Linked DNA regions of Oryctolagus cuniculus: region 1 is linked to region 2. The links are chromatin contacts, called in public Micro-C maps. All regions are on one chromosome and are shown on one strand. The core of a region is the stretch at or near the end of the contact, and the rest is flanking DNA. Distances in the headings are between cores, read along the strand shown.

Evidence for each region. A called contact is a pair of places that touch in the nucleus more often than the background predicts.
Region 1: a Micro-C map of ear pinna shows a contact between it and region 2, with 2.4 times the contacts expected there. The contact joins the enhancer-like site here to the promoter of ISCU in region 2. A contact is called at or near these places in 2 of 6 Hi-C or Micro-C datasets (ear pinna and an unstated tissue).

The regions. Positions count from the first base shown.
Region 1 is chr21:17,920,928-17,927,492 of mOryCun1.1, forward strand. No RefSeq gene overlaps it. Among named protein-coding and RNA genes, the nearest start is that of CORO1C, 25 kb to the left of the region's middle. Within about 2 kb of position 3,159, at least 4 of the 8 cell types and tissues checked have an H3K27ac peak or open chromatin away from gene starts, as enhancers often do. A contact at or near this core is called in ear pinna, where this site is marked.
Region 2 is chr21:17,760,662-17,767,104 of mOryCun1.1, forward strand. It overlaps ISCU (iron-sulfur cluster assembly enzyme), which reads left to right and starts at 5,015. Exons shown (of 5, transcript XM_002722120.5): 1 at 5,015-5,218; 2 at 6,289-6,402. The coding sequence starts at 5,105. It overlaps SART3 (spliceosome associated factor 3, U4/U6 recycling protein), which reads right to left and starts at 3,779. Exons shown (of 19, transcript XM_017338061.3): 1 at 3,428-3,779. The coding sequence starts at 3,745.

The sequences.
Region 1 (6,565 bases), core at 1,909-4,408, 160 kb after region 2:
GCCTGCAGTGCCGCATCTCACATGAGCACTAGTTCAAGTCCCAGCTACTCCACTTCCGATCCAGCTCTCTGCTAATGCACCTGGGAAAGTAGCAGAAGATGGCCCAAGTGCTTGGGCTCCTGTGCCCATGTGGGAGACCTGGAAGAAGCTCCTGGCTCCTGGCTTCAGATGGGCCCAGCTCTGGCCGTTGTGGCCATTTGGGGAGTGAACCGGCAGATGGAAGACCTCTCTGTTTGTCTCTTCCCCCCTCTCTCTGTCACTCTGCCTTTCAAATACATAAATAAATCTTTACAAAATTTTTTTTAAAAAAAGACTTATTTGAAAGGGAGAGTGAGAGAGAGAAAGAGAGAGAGAGAGAGAGACATGGGAAAGGAAGGGAGGGAGGGAGGGAGGGCGTATTCCTATTCGTTGATTTCCTCCTCGAATGACCACAACAGCCAGGGTTCGACCAGGCCGTGAGTAATTGACACTGCCGAAAAGGAAACCACAGATAAGAGGGGACTGCTGTATTCTAGATGACAGGTTTTAAGAGCCTTCTGGCCTTTGATCTCGGGTCATCTCGGGTCTACATCCGTGAAACATATCACCCACACACACTGGCTTAAAATCGCAAATTCATTTACCACCATCTGTGTGCCCAGAGTTTGGGAGCAGCCTACCTGTGTGGTTCTGGCACTGGGTCCCTCCTGAGAGACCAGCGCTGAAGTCAGCCGTAGTCCTGACCCGGCCCCTCCTTCCACTTCCGCGGCAGCTCCCTCCACGTGGCTGCCGAGCCGGCCTGGCTGTTGGCCGGAGGCTTTGGTTCCTCACCAGGGGGGCGTCTCTGCAGGCTGTGGGAGCATCCTCGGGACCTGGCAGCCGGCTGTCCCTGTTTAAGGAATTCCAGGGATCAAGGGGGAAGCTGTGGTGTCTTTTGTGACCTAGCCTAGAAAGTCACTTCCACCAAGTCCTATTGTCTGCCCCAACTCGGCGTGGATGGTTCCTGTATAAGGACACTATCCCGTCCAGTCTGGGCTGCTGCAACTGGTGGCTGTAAACTGGTGGCTGAAACAATGCACATTTACTTCTCAGCGATGTGGAGCCTGGAAGGCTGAGATCTGGGGCCAGCATGGTGGGGCTGTGGGAGGGCACCCTTCCTGGTATATAGATGCCTGCATTTTTGTTGTGTCCTTACGTGGTGGGGGGGCAGGGAGAGTTCCTTCTGGTCTCTTCAGTCTCTATTTTTAAAAAAGACTTATTTATTTGTTTGAAAGGTAGAGAGAGAGAGAGAGAGAGAGAGAGAAACTCTTCTATCCATTGCCAGAGCTGTGCTTATCTGAAGCCGGGACCCAGGAACTTCCTTTGGGTCTCCTACGGGTGCAGGGAACCAAGCACTTGGGCCATCTTCCACTGCTTTCCCAGGCCATTAGCAGAGAGCTGGGTTGGAAATGGAGCAGCCGGGACTTGAACCGGTGCCCATATGGGATGCCAGCACTGCAGGCAGAAGCTTAACCTACTGTGTCACACCACCAGCCCCAGGTTAAATTTTTTAAAATATTTATTTATTTGAAAGGCAGAGAAACAGAGACAGTAAGAGAGAGAGATCTTCTATCTACTGGTTCATTTCCTAAACACGTGCAACAGCAGGTGCTAAACCAGGATAAAGTCAGGAGCCTGGAACTCAATCCAGGTCTCCCTCGTGGGTGTCAGGGAGTCAGTCACTCGAGCCATCACCTGCTGCTCCCTAGGGTACACATTAGCAAGGCTTAGGAGAGGAGCAAGGCTGGGACTTGAACATGGGCAGTGCAGTGTGGGATCCACCCCAAGCAAGTGTTCAGATTAAATAGCCATCTCTTCTGAGTCAGGGGGAGGGGCTTCCTGGAAGAGGGGGCTCTGGAACACTGTCTTCCAGTGGGCCATCTGGGTAAATCATTTCGCTTCTCAGTCTGTTCATCGGCAAGGCCACCTTGTCCAGTTTGGCACATTCGTAGTTGCTGTCACAGTCCCAGCTGCGGCCAGTGGGCAGGGAGGGAAGGGCGAGTGGATGCTGCCAAAGGCCAGGTTTTGGGAGAGGACAGGTAGAGGGGGCCAGAGACCCTCAGAGCCCAGGAACGTGGCCAACCAGGGACAAGAATGCGCACAGGCTGCAGACGGGGTGTGGCCTCAGGGAGGCTAGATCCAAACTGTGACCTCAGCTGGGCCGGGGCCTCCAGCAGGAGCGAGGTCAGGCCCGGGGCACGGGGCCTGAGCAGGGGGACTCCCGGGTTAGAGCCTGAGTGAATGAATGCGTGGAACTGATTTATTTGAAAGGCCGCAAAATGGAACCAGAGAGACAGACAGCTCCGCCCGCCGGCTCAGTCCCCACAAATACCTTCAACAACTGCGGCTGGACCAGGCTGAAGTCAAGAGCTGGGAACTCAGTCCTTGCCTCCCACAAGGGCAGCAGCATGTACTTGAACCATCACCTGCTGCCTCCAGGGTGCACATTAGCAGGAAGCTGGAGTCAGAAGCAGAGCCAGGACTTGAACCCAAGTGTGCTGTTAGGGGATGTGGGCTTTCCAAGTGACGTCTTAACACCTGTGCCAAATGCCTGTCCCCTCCCACTCCACTCCCCCTACCCCGGCTTTGACCTTTAGCATCCGTGTAACGTGGGTTCAACTCCTAAGACATGTCTTAAGCAGGCGATGTCACCTCTTGGAGTCTCAGTTTCTCTTAAGAAAATGTGTCACCAACAGGAGGGGCCTTCAAGAAGTTCATGGACATTTCAGAATTCAAAGATACGCTTATTTTGGTGCAAAACCATTTTTGAAATCGATCCATAGGTCTGCAGGGTCTTCAAAAAGTTCACAGAAAATGTCACTATGAAAAGGCTGGGGGTTTCTACCTTTTTTTTTTTTTTCAGTATCTTTCATCTTTCTAGATTTTTGTTTCTTTATCTTTTTAATTTCTTGTATTTCTGGGTATGTTTCAATTCCATTTTCTCCCCAACTTGTTGAAGTACTCTCATACCTGCATCACCAGCTTGTCAGACAGAATCACGTCATCTGGCATTTATTGCATTTAGCTCAGGAATACTGCCCCTGTGTGTACGGATAGCAAAAGGCACGGGCCCCAGCTGGGCTCCGCCCGGGTCAGCGGCACGCCTCACATCACATGTTCTGGTTAGGACGCCTGGGTTTTACTCTCTCATCAGGAAAAGCAGTAACAACATCCGGAAAAGCAAATCCCATCTGGGGAGCAGGGTGGGGCCTGGGGCCGTTCTGTGGGCCTGGCTAGGAGCTTAGATCAAGAAAGAGAATCTGGAGCGGGGGGCCTGTCCTGCCAGGGCTGTGCGCAGGGGTCCCCTCTCGGGACCTCCACACAGAGCCTCAAGAATTAGGGCACCTGCCCCCGTGGGAAACCGGCCAGAGCTGCAAGGCCAGCTCGCTCCCCAGCTAGAACATACGTGCGTGTGCATGCGTGTGAGTGCATGAGAGCCGGGGGAAGTTTCCCAAACCTCTGCCCAGCTCCGGGCTTTGCTCAGCGTGGAGTGCTCTCCGGCCCCGTCCCTGGTGCCCAGCCCACCCAGGCCCTTGCCCGTCCACGGCCCTGCTGCCAGCCGCCAGCCCCAGCCGTCTGTTGTGGCAGATGTTTTTGGCTGTGCCATGGCAACGCCAGAACAGGATGTACCTCTGGGCCGCAGCAGGGACGAGCCCACGTGCACAGGCCGCCCGTGCGGTCCCCTCCCTGGAGGCTTTGCTGGGAAGGGCTGATCGGGTCCAGGTCTGGGACTGGTGGTGTTTGTGTCTGGAGAGAGGCAGGCCCGTCTCTGCCACGGGGTCAGTGGAGGACGCACCGGCAAACACCAGCCGAAGCCTCCTTCTCAAAGGGCTTGTACTCGCATCCTGCGGCCCTTCCCGGAGATGCTGGGGGAGCAGGACAGGAAGCCAGCCGGGGCCTGTCGGGGGCGGCTGGCCAAGGTCTTCCCCACTGCTCGGGCGACTACGCACATTGGGCCTGCCCTGTGCCGGGACTGGACTAAGTGCTTTCTGTAGGAAACAACACTAAAACTCCGGGGTATCTGCGTTGTGCTAACTGTACAGCGCTCACCTTCCAGCCAGGGCCGCGAGGTTCGTCCTGGTTTTCAAGGGAGGAAATGGAGACACAGAGATTAGATCACTTGTCCTGGGCTTCCGCGTGCATGTGCTAGGGGCTAGGGTTGGGACTCAGAGGTGTCTAAAACCCTCGATCCAACCGCGATACTGCCAAGGCCTGCTGTATCATCTGCTAGGCCCAGTGCACAGTGAGGAGGCTGAGCCCACTGAGGAATTACAAGGGGCTTTCTTTTATGTATATAAACAATATTTATCTGTTTGAAAGGGAGAGCGAGAGAGAGTTTTCCTGTCCGCTGGTTCCCTTGCCAACAGCTGGGGCTGGGCTGGGCCAGGCCCAAATCAGGAGCCAGCAACTCTCTCTAGGTCTCCCACACGGTGGCAGGAACTCAAGCACTTGGGCTGCCCCCTGCTGCCTACCAGGTACCACAGCAGGAAGCTGGACTGGAAGCCAGGAGTAGCCAGGATGCGATCTAGGCTCGAGGGAAGAACCGTAACGGACGATGTGACATAGGCGCTCCCCCAAACTCAGGATTCTTGCATACACAGATGCCTGGTGGTGTGACCCCAGGGTCTAGCCCCAGCATACTAGGCTCTGGCTGGGAGTCCCAAAGAGACGGAGACACGGCCCCTGCCCCAGGGCAACCGGCTCAGGCAGTCCCTGGTGTTCCCACCCTCCAAGCCTTGATGAGGGAGCAGGGACTGTGGCATGGCATGTGTCACGCACTGTCAGCGCTGCACCTAGCACACTGGGGCGATCTTCTTCGTCCCTTCCTTGCTGTGTGGACCTGACCCTTATCCCTTAACTTCTCCGAGGATCTCTAAAAGTCACATCTGCTATGATGACCAACTCGGAAACATCCAGCCGGTCCTTGGGGTCTGTGGATTCCATCAACTGCAGATGGAAAAACACTAAAAAAAAAAACAAAAAAAAAAACAAAAAAAAAAAACTTCATGTGTTTTTGGGTCATTATTCCCTAAACATGATAGAGAATTTATAGTTTTCACTTGACAGGCAGTTAGACAGTGAAAGAGAGAGAGAGAGAGACAGACAGACAGAGAGAAAGGTCTTCCTTCTGTTGTTTCACCCCCCCAAATGGCCGCTACGGCCGGAGCTACGCTGATCTGAAGCCAGGAGCCAGGTGCTTCCTCCTGGTCTCCCATGCGGGTGCAGGGCCCAAGGACTTGGGCCATCCTCCACTGCCTTCCCGGGCCACAGCAGAGAGCTGGACTGGAAGAAGAGCAACTGGGACTAGAACCCAGCACCCATATGGGATACCGGCGCCGCAGGTGGAGGATTAGCCAAGTGAGCCATGCGCCGGCCCGAGAGAATTTATATTGTATTAGATAGCACTCTAGAGACAATTCAAAATATGTGGGAAAGGGCTTCCACTTGAGATGCGTGCATTCCATATCGGAATGCCTGGGTTTGAATCCCAGCTCGGATCCCAGCTGCTTCCAGCTTCCTGCTCGTGCACACCCTGGGGGGCAGCCCTGACGAAGTAAGTGGTTGGGTCCCTGCCTCCCATGGGAGACCAGGATGGAGTTCCTGGCTCCCCGCTTTGGCCTAGCTCAGCCCTGGCTGTTGTGGGCATTTGGAGAGAGACCCAGCATATGGAAGATCTGTCTCTCAAATAAAATAAACAAGACTTCACAAATAAGTGTTTGGGAGGCTGTGAGTTACGTGCCAACACCACGGCATTTTATGTAACAGCCTTGAGCATCGTAACGGGGACAACCTTCTGTCAACCCCTTGCAGCGAGTTCTCAGTTTATTTCCCTTCCTCCCTCTCCTCTCCTCATCCCTGCCAGCACCGCCAACAGCAGCCAGCGCTTAGTCAGCACGTACTGTGCGCCAGGCGAAAGGGGTTTGCATTCACCATCAGTTAGCTCTCAAATGATCAGTGCCACGAGGCTCGGACGATGCTGTGGTTCCAGAACCAGAGGCGCTCCCCAAGGCAGCACAGCACTTCCGGGAGGGTCTGCTTCAGCGGCCGGCGCCCGCACACCCTCTCCTGGGTCGGAGGCCGCTGCTGTCAGTGGCGCCCTTCCACTTGCTGGGAAGAGTTTACAAGGAAAGGAATTCCAGGCTGACACCGGACTCTTTGACAAGCAGACTTCGGGAGGCATGAGCACTTTCCCTTTAAAGGCAAAATATGGCGAAGAGGACGTGGGGGAGGGAGCACACCTGTGTCCATCCTCCCCCACCTTGCGGTGCATCGGATTGTCCAGAGGCTGGGAGCTTCATCTCTTTTTTTAAAGTTTTTTTTTTTTTTTTTTTTTTTTTTTTTTTTTTAATTCAAAAGATAGACTCAACACACGCACACACACACACACACACACACACACACGGGGGAGAGAGCCAGCTTGCCACATTCCATACTGGCACTGGTTCGAGTCCTGGCTGCTCTGCTTCCAATTCTACTTTCTGCTAAAGCACCTGGGAAAGCAGCAGCAGATGGCCCGAGTCCTTGGGCCCCTGCACCCACGTGGGAG
Region 2 (6,443 bases), core at 3,765-6,264:
AAAAGTGGGAGATGACGACTCTACCTGAGTCTACATTGGCAATGATCAGTGCTGTGTGAAACTGGCAAACAGATCAAAGGGTGGGAACAGAACCCCGGAACGGACCCCCACTAACAGGCCCTAGTAATTTTTGACAGAGGTGCAAAAGGAATTCAATGGAGAAAAAAAAAAAAAAGCCTTTTCAACAAATGATGCTCAACTGAGACCGGCACTGTGGTGTGGTGGGTTAACCCTCCGCCTGCCACCCCGCATTCCACGTGACCACTGGTTAGCGTGCCAGACGCTCCACCCCGAGTCAGCTCCCTTCGGATGTGCCTGGGAAAGCATCGGCAGACGGCTTGAGTGCTTCAGTCCTGTCACCCACACAGGAGACTCGGATGCAGTTCAGGCTTCTGGCTTCAGCCTGGCCCAGCCCTGGCCACTGTGGCCATTTGGGGAGTGAACCAGCAGATGGACAATCTCTCACTGGACTAGGTAAGGACACAGCGTTCCCAGTTCTGCCGACCGCCAGTCTGCTCGGGTTCTCGTGTAGCTTTATTTCCACCCCGAGTTTCAAAATCAACTGTGAGGGGGGGCGTTGACCCCAGCGGGTCGGTGCCTGGTCTGACACCGCGCTTCGGGTGCTGCCTTCAGTATCCCGCCACTACAGACCTGGGGGGAGGGGGGAGGGGCAGTGGGATGGCCCAGGTGGCTGGATTCCTGCAGCCACATCAGAGACCTGGACCACATTCCCAAACCCCCGTTTGTGGATATCTAGTGGATTCTTTCTCTGCCTCTTAAAAAAAAAAAAAAAAAAAAAGACAACTGTACAGTATGTTGCATACAACAGCAGCAGTTCCAGAAGCTCAGGAAAGACAGTCCTCCAGCCCAGAGCACGCGAGGCTCTCTGCCAGCCGGCCGGCCTCGGACAGCGAGCTGGGGGGGGGGGGGGGGACAGCCCTGCGGCGCCGGCCGGAACAGCAATACCGTCTGTAGGTCAGCAGGAGGAACGGGCACAAAGGTCGCCTCAGCGGGACCTGCCTCTAAGGTGGTCCGATTTTCTGGCCAAAACACAGAAGACACTCGGTAAGGAAGTGTGTCGGGAAGTCCGCATGTCACACGCCTCCTGAGACACACCTAGAGCAGACAGTGCCGCGTAGTGCCGTCAGCACCGGCAAATGCGCACCTTCAGGCTGGCCTGTGCCGGTCCCGGGGCTCCATCAGAGACACAGAGGAGGCAGCCCAGGCACAAAATGATCTGCTAAGGGGGGAAAAGGTGCCACGCCCACCTGTGCCTACAAACCGCACAGAAGCCCGGGGAGGAAGGGAGGGAGACCGGGGCGGGCTTTTACACAGCACCTACTGTGTACCGCACTGGGCCAGGAGCTGCATGCACACTGAGTGACTTCAGGCCACGGCCGTCCTGTGAGTCCTGTGAGGGAGGCCCTACCCCTGCCTTCAGTCGACCAACCGCAATGTCCCGGGCTCAGAGAGCTGAAACCACTCGTACCAGGTCCTCACTACCGGGTGCGAGCTTGGGTCACACGTGGCTGCAAAGCCACCATCCCGGTGCCCTTCGGAGAAATCGGCTCAGGGCATCTGAGACCCCACTCCTAGATCTCTGCTTCTGTTCACAGCAGGTACCACAGTAAATAGCAGTTTTCAGGGCTGATGCTGTGGCGTAGTGGGTAAAGCTGCCGTCTGCAGTGCCAGCATCTCATGTGGGTGTAGTTCTAGACCCGGCTGCTCCACTTCTGATCCAGCTCCCTACTGATTGCCTGGGAAAGCAGTGGAGGATGGCCCAAGTGGTTGGGCCTCTGGACCCACATGGGAGACCCGGAAGAGGCACCTGGCTCCTGGCTTCGGATCAGCCCAGCTCTGGCCATTGCAGCCATTTAGGGAGTGAACCAATGGATGGAAGACCTCCCCCCACCCCACCCCTGCCTCTCCGTAATTCTGTCTTTAAAAAAAAATAAATAAACCTTTTAAAAAAATAACAGCTTTCATAAAATACACTCAGGGAGGAGAGCCAGAACTCACAAGCAGAGCCAGCAAGTGCTAAGGGGTCTATCTCACGCTACAGGTAATTACGGCCCCAACAGCAAGGCAGTTAGGAAAACGAGGGGCCGGGGGGTCAGAATGAGGAAGGGGAGAGGGTTGGAAAAACTGGCAAAGTTCATTTCCGAAGCCGGAGGCCTCGTCAGCTCAGACCACCTGCCAGGCCCCAGCTTGTGGGCCTTCCACACCCACCCTGGGCGGCCTGAGGCCGGACGGGCAACCGCTGTGCACCAGCAACAGGAGGCGCGGCCTCTGACCCCTCCTCCGCCCCCAGGGAGCTGAGCAGCCTCGCCCTGGTGTCAAGACGCCCCTCCTGCTAAAACAGGGGGCCCCGCCGCCCCAGCTCGTGGAGGAGTGCAGTCAAGCACCAGGGCCAGCAGTCGGAGGGCGGGAACACAGCCCGCGCGGCGCCCGGGTCGCCCTGTATTCGCTGCATCAGACACCTGCGCTTCCGCATACCAAAACCAGTGGCCGTTTCTACTGACCAGAAATGGAGCCACTGGTTCCTCTGGGAACAGCTCCCGGGCACGGATCGCACTGCTATCCAGGGCTTAAAAAAAACATCAGTGCTAGGGAGGCATCCCAACCAAGCGACCCCGGGCGGGGCTGAGTGAGAACCTGGGTGAGCAGCCTCACACCCCCGAGCCGGCCAGGGTCCAAACCCCACTCTGAGCGACTTGGAGCAAAGCCTCGGCTTCTTCCCGCCTCGCTGGCGCCCCACGCTCCCCACCCTGCCCCGGGCCCCCCAGCACCGGGCGCCCAGTGGGGGTTTGCCCAGCAGGACGCCCCAGCAGAAGCTCGGAGGGAGGGGAAAGGTTAGCGTACCGCTTCCCCCATCCCAACCTCTGCTGTGACACTGAGCGTGCACCAACGACCGAAGCTCTCAGCACATCTCGGGAGCTCTTTGCACACAACCATCGACGGGACCGGTCACTCCCTACACCCCCTCGGGGCTGGACACAACGTTTCCCAACCGGCAGACGGGGCAGCCCGGGCCAGGGGCGTTAAGCACTCCGCCCAAGCTACCAAAAGCGGGGCAAACCTCTGTCCCCCTTTCCGCGCCCGCGACCACCGTCTCAACCGCTATCTTCCCTCCCCCGCTGCGCTGGACCCCCGTTACCATGCCCACAGGAAAAGGACTCCATCCTAACAAGACCCAACTTTACCCGGGCGGTTCCGAGCGGCTCAAAGTACCGGCGGCCCGACCCGTCCTCGGCCTCCGGCGTGAAGCGGCGCTAGCACCGCTCCCGTCACCGAGCCTCCACCGGGCAACGCCTGCGAAGCACCAGGGCCGCAGGCGGCGATCCAGGACCGCAGCTGCGGGGATGCCCGGCGGCCTGCCGGCTTTCGCGACCGCGGGGCGGGCCGGGGCCCCGGAGCGAGGGCCCACCTGCTCCTCCAGCCGCTCGATCTCCAGCTGGTTCTTCTCGTCCTCTTCGTCGTACTCCCATTCGTACTCCCCGGGGGAGCTCTCCGCCGAGGAGGCCATGGCGTACTCCTCATCCCCATCGCTCTCGCTCATGCCTTCCTCTTGCGGCTGGTCCCACCCTGGCCCCATGGTCTTGGACGTCGCAGCGGCCACAGCCCGCGACAACACCTTCCTCCTCGTCCTGGCCGCCTTGACCTCATCCTCCTCTCCCTCGGCCTGGGGCCCGGCCTGGGGCTCGGCCTCGGGTTCCGAAGCCGAAGATGCAGCCGCCGTCGCCATCTTGCGCTTCAGGGACTCCCGGGTCTTCCCTCGGCCGCCGAAGACCCGGCTGAGGGCGAGGCTGCCCGCGGCGCGCGCCTGACCAAAACCCCCGCTTTCTTGCCACCGAAAGGGAAACTGGGAGCCTCAGAGGACAAGAAAACAGACAAAAGTACGCAGTTCGTATTATTTTAATATACTTTCAGAAACCTCCGGCGAAGAAAAGGCTCCTTAATATGACAGGTCTTCCGGCACAACTCCGGACAGAAGTTGGGTCTTTGGACAGGAAGTGGCGGCCATAGAGGAAGTCGTGGAGTGAGCGTGGTGTCTGCAGTGACGGGCTTGGCGCCATCTTGAGAAGGTCAAAGGATTCCTGTAAATAAATGTTTTCTTAAAGCCTAGCCGGACTCGGAGCGGAGCTCGGTCTCCCAGCAACTGAGGCTCAAACGCTAAGAAAACAAATCCTCCGGGAAGGATCGACTGCACCATTCACGGGACAAACTCACTTCCCTAAGAGAGCCTCCCTTTCTATGCAATGCCTCGTACCTGGTAGACGTTAAGTGTTTGAATTTTCCAATTTTATCACATCGCCTTATGCAAGCCAGCATCAATAGAGTCCATGAATAAACATGTCTTTAGTGGCTCCTCATTGCCATGCCTTGTCCTATAAATTAGGAGTTTGCTGTTCTGTAAGGAGATCTCAACAGAGATACAATCTAGACATTGTTTGGAAAATAAGGGATTGGTGTTTGATTCCTCCTTAAGAAGCGTCCCATTTTTGAGGTAGGGAAATATTGGTGTGTGTGCGTGTGTGTTCATTCACTGCCTTTCTCCCTCATTACCAAGCGTAAAGGGACCAGAACGGTGGGGTTTGCTTTCCGTGCAAATCCTCCACTCTGTCTAGCGCCGGCACTTAATATGTATTTGCCGCGTGGCTAAAACAATTGTCCTAGAATTACCACGGATTACGCTTGGTGAACTGGCACCAGCCGCCCAGGGCGCACAGCCGGGGAGGGGCGGATCCCGGAGCTGGGGTCACCAATTGTCCCCACTGAGCCTAGGTCTCCGCGCGAGCACTCTGAGCCTCAATGGCGCACTGCAAAGTTGTACCGGGTCCGCCTCTAGAATGCGGCCTTGCACCCTCTCAGCCCGGCCGCCGCGGAATCCCCAGACCCCAACCCAGACCCCAACGCCCCGCAGCAAGCCCTCCCGCGCTTCCCACGCCCCGCCCCCGAGGGGCGTGGCCAAGGCGAGGCCACAGCGCGGACGCGCGCACGGAGTGGGCGGGCGCAGGCGCGCTGACGTCAGCCCGACTCGCACGCGCGCGCGCGCCCCGCCCCTCGGCGTCGCTCTGGGGCGGCTCAGGGGCTCGCCGGAGAGATGGCGGCGGCTGGAGCTGGCCGTCTGCGGAGAGCGGCGTCGGCCCTGCTGCTGCGGAGCCCGCGCCTGCCCGCCCGGGAGCTGTCCGCTCCGGCCCGGCTCTATCACAAGAAGGTAGGGGCGAGCCTAGGGGTGCGCGAGCGGCCGAGGGCACCCAGGCGTCCCCGGATCCCAGCCGACACTTCCGTCCACGGCAGGTGGAAGTGGCCGAGGCAGCAGGGGCCATCGGCGCCCGCTCCTCCGCCCACTTCCCCTCGCTGCGCGGTGACGGGAACGGCTGATGGATAAACGCAGCTCAGCAGGCGGCTCCCGGTTGCTTCCCCTCCGTTGCCCACGGCCCTGGGCGGGGATCCTGTGCGCTTGGCCTTCGGAGTCGAGGACACACACAGCCCGGCGCGGGCTCGGGCCACTGCCCGGGCCAGGTGACCTTGGGCCAGTCGCCGCCGCACTCCGACCCTGTTCCCGCGGCTCCCCAGCAGGAGAGAGTGAGCGTGGGGTCCTAGGCACGCGCTGTCGCGGTGGCGGGGTCGCTGCACCTGCTCGGGGTTCGCTTTTGCCTCTTGGCGAGGGAGGGAGAGCGAGCCGTGGCTGACAGCCGCTGGCCGCGTCCCCGGGGGCGTAAAGACCCCGACGTGTGCGCCTGCCTCTGTAGGGAAGCAGCTAAAAACCACGCAGTAACTCAGAACGGAGTCTGGAGTAGACGTGGTTCTCTCGGGAGGCCTCGGGTGGGATGTGGGGCGGGGGCTGGCTGCTTCGTGGGCTCGGGGCTCCGGTGGCATTTTGTTGACATTTTGTGCAGAAGGGACGCGGGCTCGCGCTAGGGGGCGCGGCTGCTCCGGGTGATGGCATTGCCCGGCGCTGTTTTGTTTATTATTATTTTAGCACCTCTGGTAGATAGCATTGTGCGTTCTGCAGCGGCCCCCCCCCCCCCCCGGAGGCTTCCGAGAAAGCCTTGTGGCCCTGGGCTATGAGTGGTGTTTTTTACAGTTTTGAATGGTGATCCGTCTCCTTGGAGAGTGGATTTTATTGGGGGGAAGAGGAGCCTGTGACACAGAGGGCCCTCGTTGATGCGAATGTAGGCTCTCTCTCTCCCCCACGGGAGACGTGTTCAGTGGGCGCCTGCCCGGGGCGGGGTGCTGACGTCATGGGGAGAACGTGGCGATTTCCCGACTTTCTCATTTCAGGTTGTGGATCACTATGAAAACCCCAGAAACGTGGGGTCCCTTGACAAGACGTCCAAAAATGTCGGCACTGGCCTCGTGGGGGCCCCCGCTTGTGGGGATGTCATGAAGTTGCAGGTACGGGTCCGGACGGGCCGGGCAGCTCCCCGCTCTCGCCG